Regions from separate parts of the Mus musculus genome. Here regions 1, 3 and 4 are each linked to region 2. The links are chromatin contacts, called in public Hi-C and promoter capture Hi-C maps. All regions are on one chromosome and are shown on one strand. The core of a region is the stretch at or near the end of the contact, and the rest is flanking DNA. Distances in the headings are between cores, read along the strand shown.

Region 1 (3,013 bases), core at 135-2,634, 280 kb before region 2:
TCTCTGCCTGGAAATTGTCTGGCCTGTGGTCCAGCAACCTTGTTAAATTATTAGTATCACTCATTGCAGCAGAGCGTGGCACAGAAAGAAAAGAAAAAGCATTCTGCAATGTTTATAATACAAAGTAACAAAAGAAAGTCACTTGTAAGTTCTGCTGTGAAAACCTTCCAGTTGCCATTTAGTCCAGGAGGAGCAGGAGCAGGCAAGGAGAGAAGCCTAGCCCTGGGAGGCCTGGGTGAATCTGACCTAAAGCTGTGGTAGCTAAGTCTGTGGAGGATCCCAAGCTAGAACCGAGCGGAAACACACACATGGACTAGACGCCTTCATATTGGTTTTTATTTGTTTATTTTTAAGATTGTATTTTTTTATTTACTGCATGTGCATGCAGGAGATGGGAAGTGCCCTCAGATGCCAGTAGAAAGGGTCAGATTTCCTGGAGCTGGAGTGACAGATGGTTATGGCTCTGTGGCTTGGGTGCTGGACTCAAACTCTTGTCTTCTAGGCTTTTAACCCTCCTCAAGTGCTCTTGACCTCTGAGCCATCTCCCCAGTTTGCTCCCTAAGTTTTATTATTTTAAAACTCCTTTTAGAACATTTTTGTAACCTTCATACCTGTATACATTCCCTCCCTCCAGCTCTTCCCTCACTCCCACCAAACATATTTCTTGTCTGCCTCCCAATTTCATAACCTGCTCCCACCCCCCCCCTCTCTCTCTGTGTGTGTGTGTGTGTGTGTGTGTGTGTATCTCTTTGTCTCTCTCTGTCTGGTTCCTCCTCCTCCTCCCTCCTCCTCCTCCTTCTTCTCCTCCTCTCAGTTTTAGCCCGCTAGGTCCAAGTAGCCCATATGCCCATGTGTGTGGGGTCATTCCCTAGGGCATGGGAAACCTAACACTGGACACCTTCCCTGCAAGAAAAGTGACTCTGTCCTTTAGCAGCCATCACCTGCCAAGGGCCTCTCAGCTGGGGTGGAAGTGAAAAAACCCCTCCTTCCTCAATGCTGAAACTTTCAACCACCTTGACCTTGTGCAGAACACAGCTACTATGAGCTCATGTGTGTAGCAGCCATGGCATGGCAGAGGCCAGCCATTCACAGCTCTACCCCATACAGCTATAGCACAGAGTAGCCGGGAGAACAGGGCTGATTTGTGAAAGTGCAGTGAGGTCTACTATTCTAGCACTGTTACCCACAGACAGCTTCTGTGCTCACTAACAGCACAAGCTCTGTGTCAATGTTTTAATGGCTAAAAGTTCTCTTAGCTTCCCATTTTCAATATTTCTCCATGTATCCTTGAATAATTTTTCCCATGTAAAGTTTAGTATCCATCTTATCTAGCTTCATTAAAAATACCATCCTTGTTTTTATTGGCTAGAGTCTGTGCTGATAGATTAAGGGAGTGTTGATATGATCACACTAGTGAGTCATCTTCTCGAGAACAATGCCTGTCTTTCTTTCATTTGCCCAAATCTCCTTTTCTACTTTTTTTTTGAGAAATATTACTTACAATTTTCCCACATGATAGTTTTGCATAGTTCTTTGTAAATTTGTTCCTATTTATTTATTTATTTATTTATTTATTTGGTTTTTCAAGACAGAGTTTCTCTGTGTAGCCCTGGCTGTCCTGGAACTCTGTGGATCTGGCTGGCCTCGAACTCTAAGATCTTAGAGTAGATCCACATGCTCTCTCTTCCAAGTGCTGGAATTAAAGATGTGCACCAACACCACACCTGGCTCCAGTGTTATATTTTTTTGTTGCAATTCTTGGTAGAGTTTCTCTACCTTTATGTTTGCTGGTGGGTTTTGCGTGTGCACATAAATAACATTGATTTCCCAGTGTTATTTTCAAGTTTGAGACTATAGTATTTTCTGAGTTAACTTTATCACATTTTCCTAGAGCTTTGCAGCTGTGCCCTCGTGTGACTTCCAAACTGACATTATTTGAGTTCTTCCCCGTGCTTCTTATGTCTCTGACTCAATTCTCATGGTAAATCATACCATGATGAAACTAATACAGTATCAGAGTTGGAAGTACATCCTCACCTGGCCCCTAAGTTCCCTGGAAAGGTAGTGATTTCTCCTGATGTGAGTGCAGGGGTCAGGAAGAAATTATGTATATATTTGAGTATGTTTTTTAAAAACAGTCAATGCCCTTTTGAAACGTTTTTAAAATTTGGAATAATTGCCACATTTATGACATATACATGCATATTGTCGAATGTGTTATGTCACTCAATACCGTACATCTTAAAGGTTTAGACAGATGCATCACTGTGGAATCATGAATAGTGTCACGACTTAAACCTCACCTGTAGTCTTCCTATGCATGCTGGAAACCATAGCAACTTTTGTATTGCTATGGATCACAACTGGATCTCCTCTCTCCAGCCTCCACTCTCCTCTTTATACTTGGTGGTATAGCCTAAAATGTCATAACTGAAGGACACACACCACGAGGCCCCTAAGTTCTCATCTGTGATCCATGTATTCCTTCCTGCCTTGTTGTGTAAAAGCCGTCTCCTTGCTCATAATTCTGTGAGTCTGTTAGGCATGCTTGTAGAATGACTTTTCTTTCTGTTTGTTCATATTTGGCCACAAGAAACCCGAAGAGTCCCAGGGGCAGCCATAACTTTAGATTTTCCAGGAACCTCATGGCGTTTCCTGACAAGAGAGACACATTTGAGTGCCATGACCTCAGACTCTGTAGGGTCTAGGGCTGTGTGACATGAAATATGAATCACAGTGTATCGTTGAGAATTACAGTAAATAAGACCAAGCCTCCCCCCAACCCCCTACTTCTTGGTCTCCTCAGAGTTTCCCTATCCAGGACAAGTGCCACGAGAAGGGTTTTTAATGAGTATACAACATGGCACTTGGTTTCACCTTTAAAAGGCTGCTTCAATGCTGAGTGAGGAAGGCTGCCTCTATGTTGCAGAGTAACTCAAGGCCACAAGGTTGTATCCTGGGCTCAGCTTCCTACCGTGTGAAGCAGGCTCTGATTCAGAGACTATGACCTGTG
Region 2 (3,063 bases), core at 273-2,772:
TGGTTTCTACAAAGTTGCAGACCAAGAAAGCATTTCTGCACAGTGTCTTAAGGACTCTATATCCACTTACCAGGAAGCCTCTTCAGTGAGCTGCCTTTTCCAATTGCGATTAACTCATTGTTTCTCGTTAACTCCACCTCCGAGGCATCGAGTCCGAGGAGGTCATCCTGGTCGTCCAGGGAGTCCTTAATGCTGTCTTCATCACAAACCCACTCTTCACAGCACTGCCCGCTGACTTTCACCAGCCGGGGGTTGGGACAGCCCAGATTGGGGAGAGACAGTTCTTGGGGACACAGAGGAATGCAGCCCACGGCGCCATCAATACATGTGCACTGGTGTTTACAGTTGGGCTGGAAGCTTTCCCCGTTTTGGTAGATTCTGGAGTTATATTCACAGGGTCTGCCTTCTGACTGAGCTGCAAAGACGACCAAAAGAGAGAGAGGAGAAGGTTAAGATTCGCCGCCACAGGCTGAAACTCATACATATTTTCCGCTGTTCAATTCAATGTATGGTAAAGTTCCCTACAGTTCCCCCGAGACTCCAGAGCTGAACAATAAGTTAGTCAGGAATCACTTTTCCGTATGCGCTTTTCGTTGGGCCCAGACACTCTGAATTGCATTCCAGACTGCTGAAATCATGTGCCTTTCTGCCAAGCTACCATCAACAAAGCGTCCACCATACATGGTCTCAAAATTACTAAACTTCTGGACTATGGGGACTATTATTTTTTTTAAAGGGGCCAAACCACAAGCCTCTTACCTCTGCAGATCCCTTTCAGAGCGGTGGAGCTGGCGCCGAAATTGCATTCCAACCCCTTGGTGTGGTCGCAGGGCTGAGTTTTGCTGCAGTCCTCGTTGAGTTGTTTAGCGCAGACCTTACAGCAGCCGCAGCCGTCCCGGACCAACCCGACTCCCGGGGCGCACTTGGGTGCCTCCAGAGGGCAGTGGCAGGCGGCGGGGCAGGTGGAGAGCGCCTGCAAGAGGGAGAAGCGCGTGAGATTGCTTTGCATTGCTCGGGGAGGCACGTAAACTGCCCTGAGCCTAGGTCTGGCTGTGGGGCTCCGTCCACCAGAAGTGTCTCGATCGCGTCCCGGCAGCCTGACCACCCCAGCGGCTGCGTCCCAGGAAGAGGCCCCCTGGGCATAAAGCAACAGCTACCTCCGAACTTTTCAGTCTAACTTTCCCTGCGGTGAAAGATCATGGCCCGGGGAAAGGAATCGATGAGGGCAGACCGGGAAGCAGTGGTTAAAAAAAAAAATCCAACTCACCAGTCTGGTCAAGTGGAGAAGGGTGACGGCGACAGCGAGCGTCCTGAAGGTGCTGGAGCTCATTGTGGCGCGCAGGAGGAACCGGGGCGAGCGCGGCGACACAGAACCAACAAGCCGGCGAGCAGCGGGATCAAATGCGCCCGGAGTGCGGTGAGGCGAGGGCCGAGGCGGCGGGTGTCCTTCTCTCGAGGTGCTGGCGGAGGAGGCGCAGAGATTGCAGGCGCTTCTCTGGGGCGCTCTCGCTCACGGTCTGCCCCAGCGCCGGGAGCCCGCCCTTTATAATGCCTGCCTAGGCGCCGCGTGTTGCAGTGACGTAGCTCTGTCGGCGCGTTCTAGAATTCTCAAACATCTCAGGAATGTTGGTTGGCGCGGGCTGCTGCCAAGCACCTCCCCTGGCTCCGTTGCACCTTTTCCCCCCTCTTCTCAGATCCATCAGAGAGAAAAAAAAGTTCGTTTTTTTCCACTTTAAATAACAACTTCCTTTGGGGAGGGCGGGATGCTTGGGGCGCGAGGGTGATGATTTTGATTGAAGAGGGTATATGGGGGGGGGGGGCGTGGTGTATGTGTTGGTGTGAACCCTTCAGATCTTTGCCTAGACATGGGAGGGCGGGAGACAGAGGAACAAAAGTGGTTTTGTTTGGTGATGCCTACCGGGAAAGGCAGCGAGCTGTTTGCTTGTTTACAACCAAGGTGAGAGTAAAGTTATCTACTGAGAGTCCAAAGGGGAGGGGGAGTTGGTTTCTAAGCCAGGGATCTATTTGTGGACTTCAAAGAGGCATGCTCGGATCAAGTCCCAAAGCTTTGGCATGATGTTTATTAGCCAAGAGAAGTGTATTGCAAATTAATACCCGGAGTGGCATTTATGAATGGGGGGGGGGAGGGAAGCTTCCCTCTTCGCTGGCATATTTCCAGCCAGAGGTCTTCCCTCATCCCTCCCCCTTTTTTTTGGTATGTTGTACTTGTTTGTTTTTGGAGGTTCCCAGTTTTAGTTCCAGCCCACTGCCTGCATTGGAAATCCAAGAGGAAACGAGTGCAGAGTTCTCCCGGAGCCTGACGTCCACTTCCTCACGGATGCCGGAGGCCGGGTCAACCCTCCTGGCCTCTCTCCCTGGACTGGCGGCGGTGGAAACTGAGCAGCCAAAGCAGAAGCGGAGGAGACCACCGTGGAGTGACTTGTCCTGAAATCACCAGGTGCAAAAGCTACCGGGACAAAACAGATTCTAACAGGACCATTGTGCCCTGTGGATAGCTGGAAAAAAGACTCGGGGTGTTTGCAGACACCCTCCCCCACCGCCCCCTATGTGTCTCGCTGTGTGTATTTGTTTGCCCCCCCCCCGTGTGTGTGAGTGTGTGTGTGTGTGTGTGTGTGTGTGTGTGTGTGTCTGGGCCCGTCCATGTGTTTAACTCCTTTGTTTTGGATCACTTAGAAGCCTTCTTTTTCAAGGGTAGTGCAGTGGCTCCCTCCAAGTTCCGAGACATGAGGGATTTAGAAGGCAACACTGTAATAGAGGAAGTTGGGTTTTAAGATCTTATTAAACATACAACTGAAGACACCCCTCCCACACAAGACCCTATTTGGGGTTATTAATGCCATTCATAAACTGGGATAGCTTTTCTTCATTTTTAATATTTAGGGCCTCTCTGCCTTTGCAGCTTCGCGATCTTGCTTAAGAGAGCCTCCTGCGTTGCCTGTTCTATGAATGACTCCAGTGAGAAGGAGAGGCTGTTGCGCACACTCCAGTGAAGACAGCTGTTACTGGAAAGAGTTAAGTTCATTCATTCAAAAGCGCCCTTTC
Region 3 (2,887 bases), core at 211-2,710, 500 kb after region 2:
TAGTAAGAAGAAAGGTTTTGGAGTGTCAGAGACCTAAATAGAAAGAGTTCGTCTGCTAGTGGCTGTTTATGTGACTTGGGAGTAGTAACAAATGTCTGTGAACACATACACTCTCTCTCTCTCTCTCTCTCTCTCTCTCTCTCTCTCTCTCTCTCTCGTGTGTGTGTGTGTGTGTGTGTGTGTGTGTGTGTGTGTGTGTACCCCACACATAGGTATCACTCATGACTTGCAGAGACCAGAGGACTTGCTGGAATGGATTCTCTCTGTCCACCCCATGATTCTGGGGTCAAACCCAGGACTGGCTACACTGGGGGGAGGGGGCAGTGTACAGAATCCTGAGCATGAAGGTACGGTGGGCACTGTGACTTTTCAGACAGACTTTCTCAGACTTTCCATACCCAGTAAGCGTATTTCCTAAAAGAAATTTGGAAAAACAAAAACAAACAAAACTCAAGCATTTTTACCCAGTAGTTTTTGGAAAGTGACTTTTTAAAACAGAGTAGATTTGGAAGGGTGGGGGTGGGGCAGAATATTCCTCAACACCAACAGCCCTTGTGAGGTGCAGACAGGAGGACCAGGTTCAAGGCCAGCGTCAGCTTCATAGCAAGTTGGAGGCCAGTCTCAGTTATATGAGGTTGTCTCAAAAAGCAAAAAACAAAACAAAACAAAAAACAAAAACCTTACACAAAGGGTCCAAAAGGCTCTGTCCAGCTCTTTCTACATAATCCTCTACAAACTGTCCTTTGCCCTAGCTAAACATGGGGACCTTTCGAACACTTCCTAACGCACATAGCCTGGAAACTTAGGGGTTTAGTTAGCTCCACTGCATGGTGACGACAGGAGCCTCTGAGCCGGTTCTGTCCAAAAGGCCCTGCTAGCTTCAGGTTGGGTACTGTAGCCAGGTTCATAGAAACCAATTGTCTTGAAGCCCCTGCTTTCAGGCAACAAGGGGGAAGGGCATAGAGGCCGCTGGGGTGGGCTACTCTGGGCTACTCAGGGGTCAAGCAGACTGGCTGCAGAAAGCTGACTTGGTGGCTGAGGCTGGGGTCTTGCTTTCCACATGCTTGCCCTGTCATCCTAACTACTTGTTAGGGAGTTATCAGAATAAAGACTCCTTAGTGAAGAAACCCATCCCCACGAACTTATTGATTCCAAGAGGGAGGAGCATCCGGTAGAACTCAGTACCAACACTTTACTTGTCCAAAATCCCAGCGTTGGTAGCACGTGCTTGTTGTAATCTTAGTACTCAGGAGGCTGAGGCCGGAGGATTGCTCTGGTTGCCAGTGTGGGCCACATGGTGAGCTCAAAAGAAATGCAATGAACTTTTGAAGGAGTCAGAGGTCTGGGGGCGGGGGTGGGGTGGTGGGGTGGGGAATGGGGCGGGAGGGAGGAGGTCAGGACGGCCAGGGGGGCGGGGTGGACGACGGGCGGCCTCATAGCAGGCTTTCCGGACGACTTCCCTTTATAAGGGCGTCCACTCCACCTGCATCTCGCAGACACCCGTAGGCGGAGCCGGGTGTGGGGACCGTGGGGACTGAGGGAATTTGGGGTCACGTCATGCCCGGAGACGAGGAGACGCTGGACCTGCCTGCGTGGAACCGCGTCCCGGACCTGACTTGGGGTCCCCACCACAGGTGGGTACTCCCCCAGTGGACCATGTCTGGTGGTCGTCTGGATTCCAGCGTCCCCTCCTGGAATATCTCCCGCCGAGAAGGTGTCCCTGAGCTCACACGTGGACCCCATTCTGCCTCGCGTCCGGGCTCTCCGCTACGTAGCAAAAGTCCTTCGTGACAGCGCCCTGGGTCGCCCAGCGCTGAAGGAAGTCAGCGGCCGAGGGTGGGGACGCGGGGGGCGTGGCGGGAGGACAGGGCCACGCGTAGCGACCAGGGTGCACACAGCCGCTTTTCCGCAAAGTCCCGGGGCTGAGATCAGAGCGCTGACTGGAAGGGTAAGAGGCTTTGGTCCCCTAAGGCTTTCATTTGGGGGCCACTGAACCTCTGGGCGGGGAATGGGTCTAGCTCCTTCAGTCCCGGGAGCCCTGGAAAGTTCTGAAGGAGGATGGCTGGCCCTGAAACTGACGGTTTTCCCAGGCAAGAGACCCGGAGAGACAGAGAGGGATCAGATGTTTTATGACTTTTGTTTTTTGGTGTGTATGTGTGTGTGTGTGTGTGTGTGTGTGTGTGTGTTTCTTTCCTGGTGACAGGACTCTGAAAAGATCCTGGTTTGCTCTACCTTAGAGTTCTTGCTACCCCGGGCAAACTAATGCTAACTGCTTGCACTCGGTTAAAAATGAGGCTGATTGTTTGCCTTCCGGAACAAACCGACTTTTTCTTAGGTGGGAGGGTTGCGGTGTGGTCAACCCTGGTTTCCCCAGCTCTATGAAAAGGCGTTCAGTGAAGCCAGGTGGCTCTGCCAAGCGGCCTCTCCTGAGTTTGAATGTCTGCAGCAGCGCAATTGAGCCGGGGAGGTGAGGACAAAGTGGCCTTTGGCTCCTGCTTGCTGCTCTTAAAACAAATAGTGGCGGGCTGTTAAAGTTTTCTAAGGGAGCAGGGAGCGGCCTCTCCTTCCTAGCAGGATGTTCTTGAAGCCAGCAAGGAAACTGAGCCATAGGGAAGTTAGTCTATGATGGCTACCTGAATGGATGCTTTTCTGCAAGGGTGGCATAGACTTCTCAGACCTTCAAAAGACCGGTTTTGAACTATAAAACCATGTTGGTGGGGCTACAGAGGTGTGTTCTTTTCTTTTGTTTTTGTTTTTTTCGAGACAGGGTTTCTCTGTGTAGCCCTGGCTGTCCTGGAACTCACTCTGTAGACCAGGCTGGCCTCGAACTCAGAAATCCCCCTGTCTCTGCCTCCCAAGTGCTGGGATTAAAGGCGCCCGGCCAGAG
Region 4 (3,089 bases), core at 126-2,625, 360 kb before region 2:
TAACTTCTTCCTGACTTAATTTCCTCCTTTGTATAATGGAGATAAAAGTCAATGGCTATTATAAAGGATTTATTTAGAGGATAAATGAAGTGTACATCTACCTAGGACAGTGCTGATACTGTATGATGCTCTTACATTTCAGTTGTTACACTGTGCTTTGAGTTCTGTCTCCTGTGGTTCTGCACATAGGTTTATAAGTTCGACTTTGATCTACATTTTCATAGTCTGTTCCTTGGAAACAGAATCCACTGTCAATGCATTGATGGGTGTACACACCTACTCTGCAGAGAAGTTTCTACAGGGAACTTGAGGCATGACAGAGAAAGGATCTATAAGAATGCCAATATTTTGTTACTTTTCTATCAATGAAGCATCATTGCAAAATCAACAGTTAGCAATTAAAGAGGAAGGCAGATCAAAGTCCAGTCCTAGAGAAAAAATATGGTATGAGAGTAATATCAGATTTTTGCATTGTTGGACTTTAACCTTCACTGTTGCCCCAAGGCGGGCTCCTGCTCAGCAAATGGAAAGACCATTAGCTGAGGATGCAGAGAGTAGAAACTGTAGAGAAAGGGTATTGTCACACACGGTCCTCCCTCAGTAGACACGTCACGTGGTTGTAGGTGCTAAAAGCATAACAGACAGCCAAAGAATAGATAGATGTGGGTCTCACTAAATTTACAAACATCAGTCAGAAAAATTAGATGAGAATATTTAGTGTTTTTATTATGAGCAAATTCATAAGCTCGACTTTCCAGTATTAAAAGACTGAAAATAGGAACTCAGACTGAAAGCCTGTCACAGCAATCAGAGGTGTAAGTTGTAAGGCTGTGTGATAGCAGGTCCTTGCATGAGTGCACAGTACGAATCTAGACTTGTAACAGAGTCAGGCCCAGGGACTAAGTGGAAAGGTGAATTACAGGAAAGTCACTAGAGATAGTATATGGGAAGGGCAGTTAATGGAGAAAGAGACAGGCAACAACAACGGAAGCCGGTCTGCTTCATTACTAAGACCACTGGGACCCCCCCCCCCCCAAGCAGGGAAAGGAATAAAAAATTAGCTGAGCTCAGGAGGATCCCAGGTGTGAAGAAAGATAGTAAAGAAAAAGCCTGATGGATGGAGAGGCATGCAAGAGACACACATGAAATGAGAACCCACTGGTACAGGGAGAGAGAGGAAGGAGTGACCCCAAATCACCTACAGCTAGGAAGTGGGTACATCTCAAGGGGTGGCAAAAGGTCACTTGAGAGCTCAGGGTGCAGCTAGCCCAGCCTGACCCTGCTAGGTTGGTGGACCAGGGCAGCTGGGGGCAGCTCTGGGGTGGAAGAAGGTTGCGGGGCAGAGGGGGAGGTGTGCTCCGTGTTTAGTGACGTCATTGCAAGTCAGTGCGCGGTGAAATTTAACACCAGCCGGATTTACTAGGCTCCTCTTCTTCCAGGCGAAGCAGCCGGCAGTCAAGCGCCTGCAGTTGCCACCGGCCCCCTCGGCACCAACTTGATTTCCCAAGTGGGTGTGTGTGCTTGTTTGACAAATGTTTGGGCGCAGGCTGCTCCCAAGGACTTCCTCCCCTACTTTCATCTCCTTCTTCCCACCCCCACCTCCCACCCCGCCTTTCTCCTCCCAGGCCCAAAGCAGAGAGCTCTTCTGGAGTCACGGAGTCTCCTTTGAACCGCAAGTGAACTCCAGGGCTGCTCTGGAAACCTAGCTCTGGCTGTTGCCGCTGCTCCCAACTGCCTCAGGGTGAAGTCTCTCTCACCTCTGGTCCCCCCAGGGGAGAGCGACCCCGGCTGCAGTCAGGCAGGGAGCATCCTAGCTATCTTTCTCCCTGGGTGCTGCTTCCTACCCCCATACTGCTTCATCCCTTACCCCACCCTACACTCCGTTCTGCGGGTAGGAGCATGGTTCTCATGTGATTTTCCCCCTTTTCATGGACAGTACCTGCACCTTTAGCAGTTCGGAGCTGGCTTCTGTTTTCCGTTAGTGCTTTGCTGCAGGGACAAATGCATACAAATGCATTTAGGAGCCTACAGGACAAGGCATGGAAAGGTCTCCCCCACCACAGAAACGTAAGTAGCCCACCCGCCGCCCGAGGGGGGAGGAAGGGGCTTTAGACCAAACCCCCTCTCACCACCCACTGAATCCGCAGTGGAGCTGGAGATCTGTGCTCCTTGGTACCTTTTGGAGTAGGGAGCCTGCGAGCTGCCGTGGCATCCTCCTCCTCTTGACTTCTCAACTTGTAAAATACCGTGTTTGAAAGGAAGCAAGCTTCTGCCAGCGAGTCTCAGTTTATGCTAAAGCAATCCTGTGGCTGAGGAGGAAAAGCTTGCTGGCCTGTGTCCCAACATCCCCTCGGCCACTGCCCCAGGCGGTTGCAGAGCCGCTCTGACACCCGCCTGGGCTCTAACTCCAACTATCCTCTCACCCCCTCCCCTTTTCCTCTTTCAGTTTTGGCTGAAGTCCTACTTCCAGCTGTCTGGGGCACCCAGCCTGGATGACTGCTAGGACACCAGCAATCCTGTGGATTCCGCAAGCACAGGATTGGGGTTAAATTTAGGTGGTGAGAAAGGATGCCTATCTACAGAGCCCAGAAAGCCGGAGGATCTGAGGGGGTCACCTCTTTTAATTCTTTCTCTGTTTTTTTAGAAGACCAACAGACATAACTCTCGCATCTGGAGTTGTAGCTAGCCCTGACATACGTTCTGTCAGTGGAGAAGTAGTGCTCACAGCCAGGATAGGGTTGGAAGGCATGAAAGGGTAGGACGTGCAGGCAGACCTCTTTCCCCTGTAGATACCATACCTGTCCTTATCCCTACGCTGGGGAAAAGTGTGGGCTTGACGGATCGTTGGCAGCCTGCCTGGGTGCCCCTATAGGGGCCAGTGGGTTATCCAAGTTTGCATCTGATCCCTGAGATACAGGGAGGAAGGCTGCTGAGTTGTAGGTGGGAGGAGGACAGGGGCCAAGTTGCCCAAGTCAGCTGAGCACTGGTGGAGGCGTGAGTGGAGAAAGCCCGCCTTGTGGCAATGGTTGGGTGCACATGTGCTGCCCAGCCCTGTGTAGGATCTCTCCTGTGCTTTCTGCCCTGATCTC

What was found. Promoter capture Hi-C pulls out the DNA fragments that hold promoters and counts their contacts. Hi-C and Micro-C count contacts between places; a contact is called where the count stands out from the background.
Region 1: a promoter capture Hi-C map of the 3T3-L1 cell line shows a contact between it and region 2, with 4 times the contacts expected there. The contact joins the enhancer-like site here to the promoter of Ccn1 in region 2. A contact is called at or near these places in 4 of 39 promoter capture datasets (the 3T3-L1 cell line, the C10 cell line and cranial neural crest) and 1 of 15 datasets of contacts at CTCF or cohesin (the NIH/3T3 cell line).
Region 3: a promoter capture Hi-C map of stem cell-derived epiblast-like cells shows a contact between it and region 2, with 4 times the contacts expected there. The contact joins the promoter of Mcoln2 here to the promoter of Ccn1 in region 2. A contact is called at or near these places in 5 of 39 promoter capture datasets (embryonic stem cells, hippocampal neurons, liver and 1 more).
Region 4: a contact with region 2 is called in a Hi-C map of embryonic fibroblasts, with 2.1 times the contacts expected there. The contact joins the promoter of Col24a1 here to the promoter of Ccn1 in region 2. A contact is called at or near these places in 3 of 39 promoter capture datasets (the 3T3-L1 cell line, cranial neural crest and maxillary cranial neural crest) and 2 of 484 Hi-C or Micro-C datasets (embryonic fibroblasts and palatal mesenchyme).

Annotation. Positions count from the first base shown.
Region 1 is chr3:145,372,832-145,375,844 of GRCm38.p6, forward strand. All of the region lies in intron 19 of Col24a1 (collagen, type XXIV, alpha 1), which reads left to right. Among named protein-coding and RNA genes, the nearest start is that of Gm35133, 18 kb to the right of the region's middle. Within about 2 kb of position 1,385, at least 15 of the 459 cell types and tissues checked have an H3K27ac peak or open chromatin away from gene starts, as enhancers often do.
Region 2 is chr3:145,648,463-145,651,525 of GRCm38.p6, forward strand. Ccn1 (cellular communication network factor 1) reads right to left here and starts at 1,523. Exons shown (of 5, transcript NM_010516.2): 1 at 1,268-1,523; 2 at 760-973; 3 at 71-415. The coding sequence starts at 1,330. It overlaps Gm17501 (a long non-coding RNA gene), which reads left to right and starts at 1,615. Exons shown (of 3, transcript XR_003954574.1): 1 at 1,615-2,458; 2 at 2,921-3,063.
Region 3 is chr3:146,148,373-146,151,259 of GRCm38.p6, forward strand. Mcoln2 (mucolipin 2) reads left to right here and starts at 1,461. Exons shown (of 14, transcript NM_026656.5): 1 at 1,461-1,634. The coding sequence starts at 1,558.
Region 4 is chr3:145,291,097-145,294,185 of GRCm38.p6, forward strand. It overlaps Col24a1 (collagen, type XXIV, alpha 1), which reads left to right and starts at 1,376. Exons shown (of 60, transcript NM_027770.3): 1 at 1,376-2,067. The coding sequence starts at 2,012.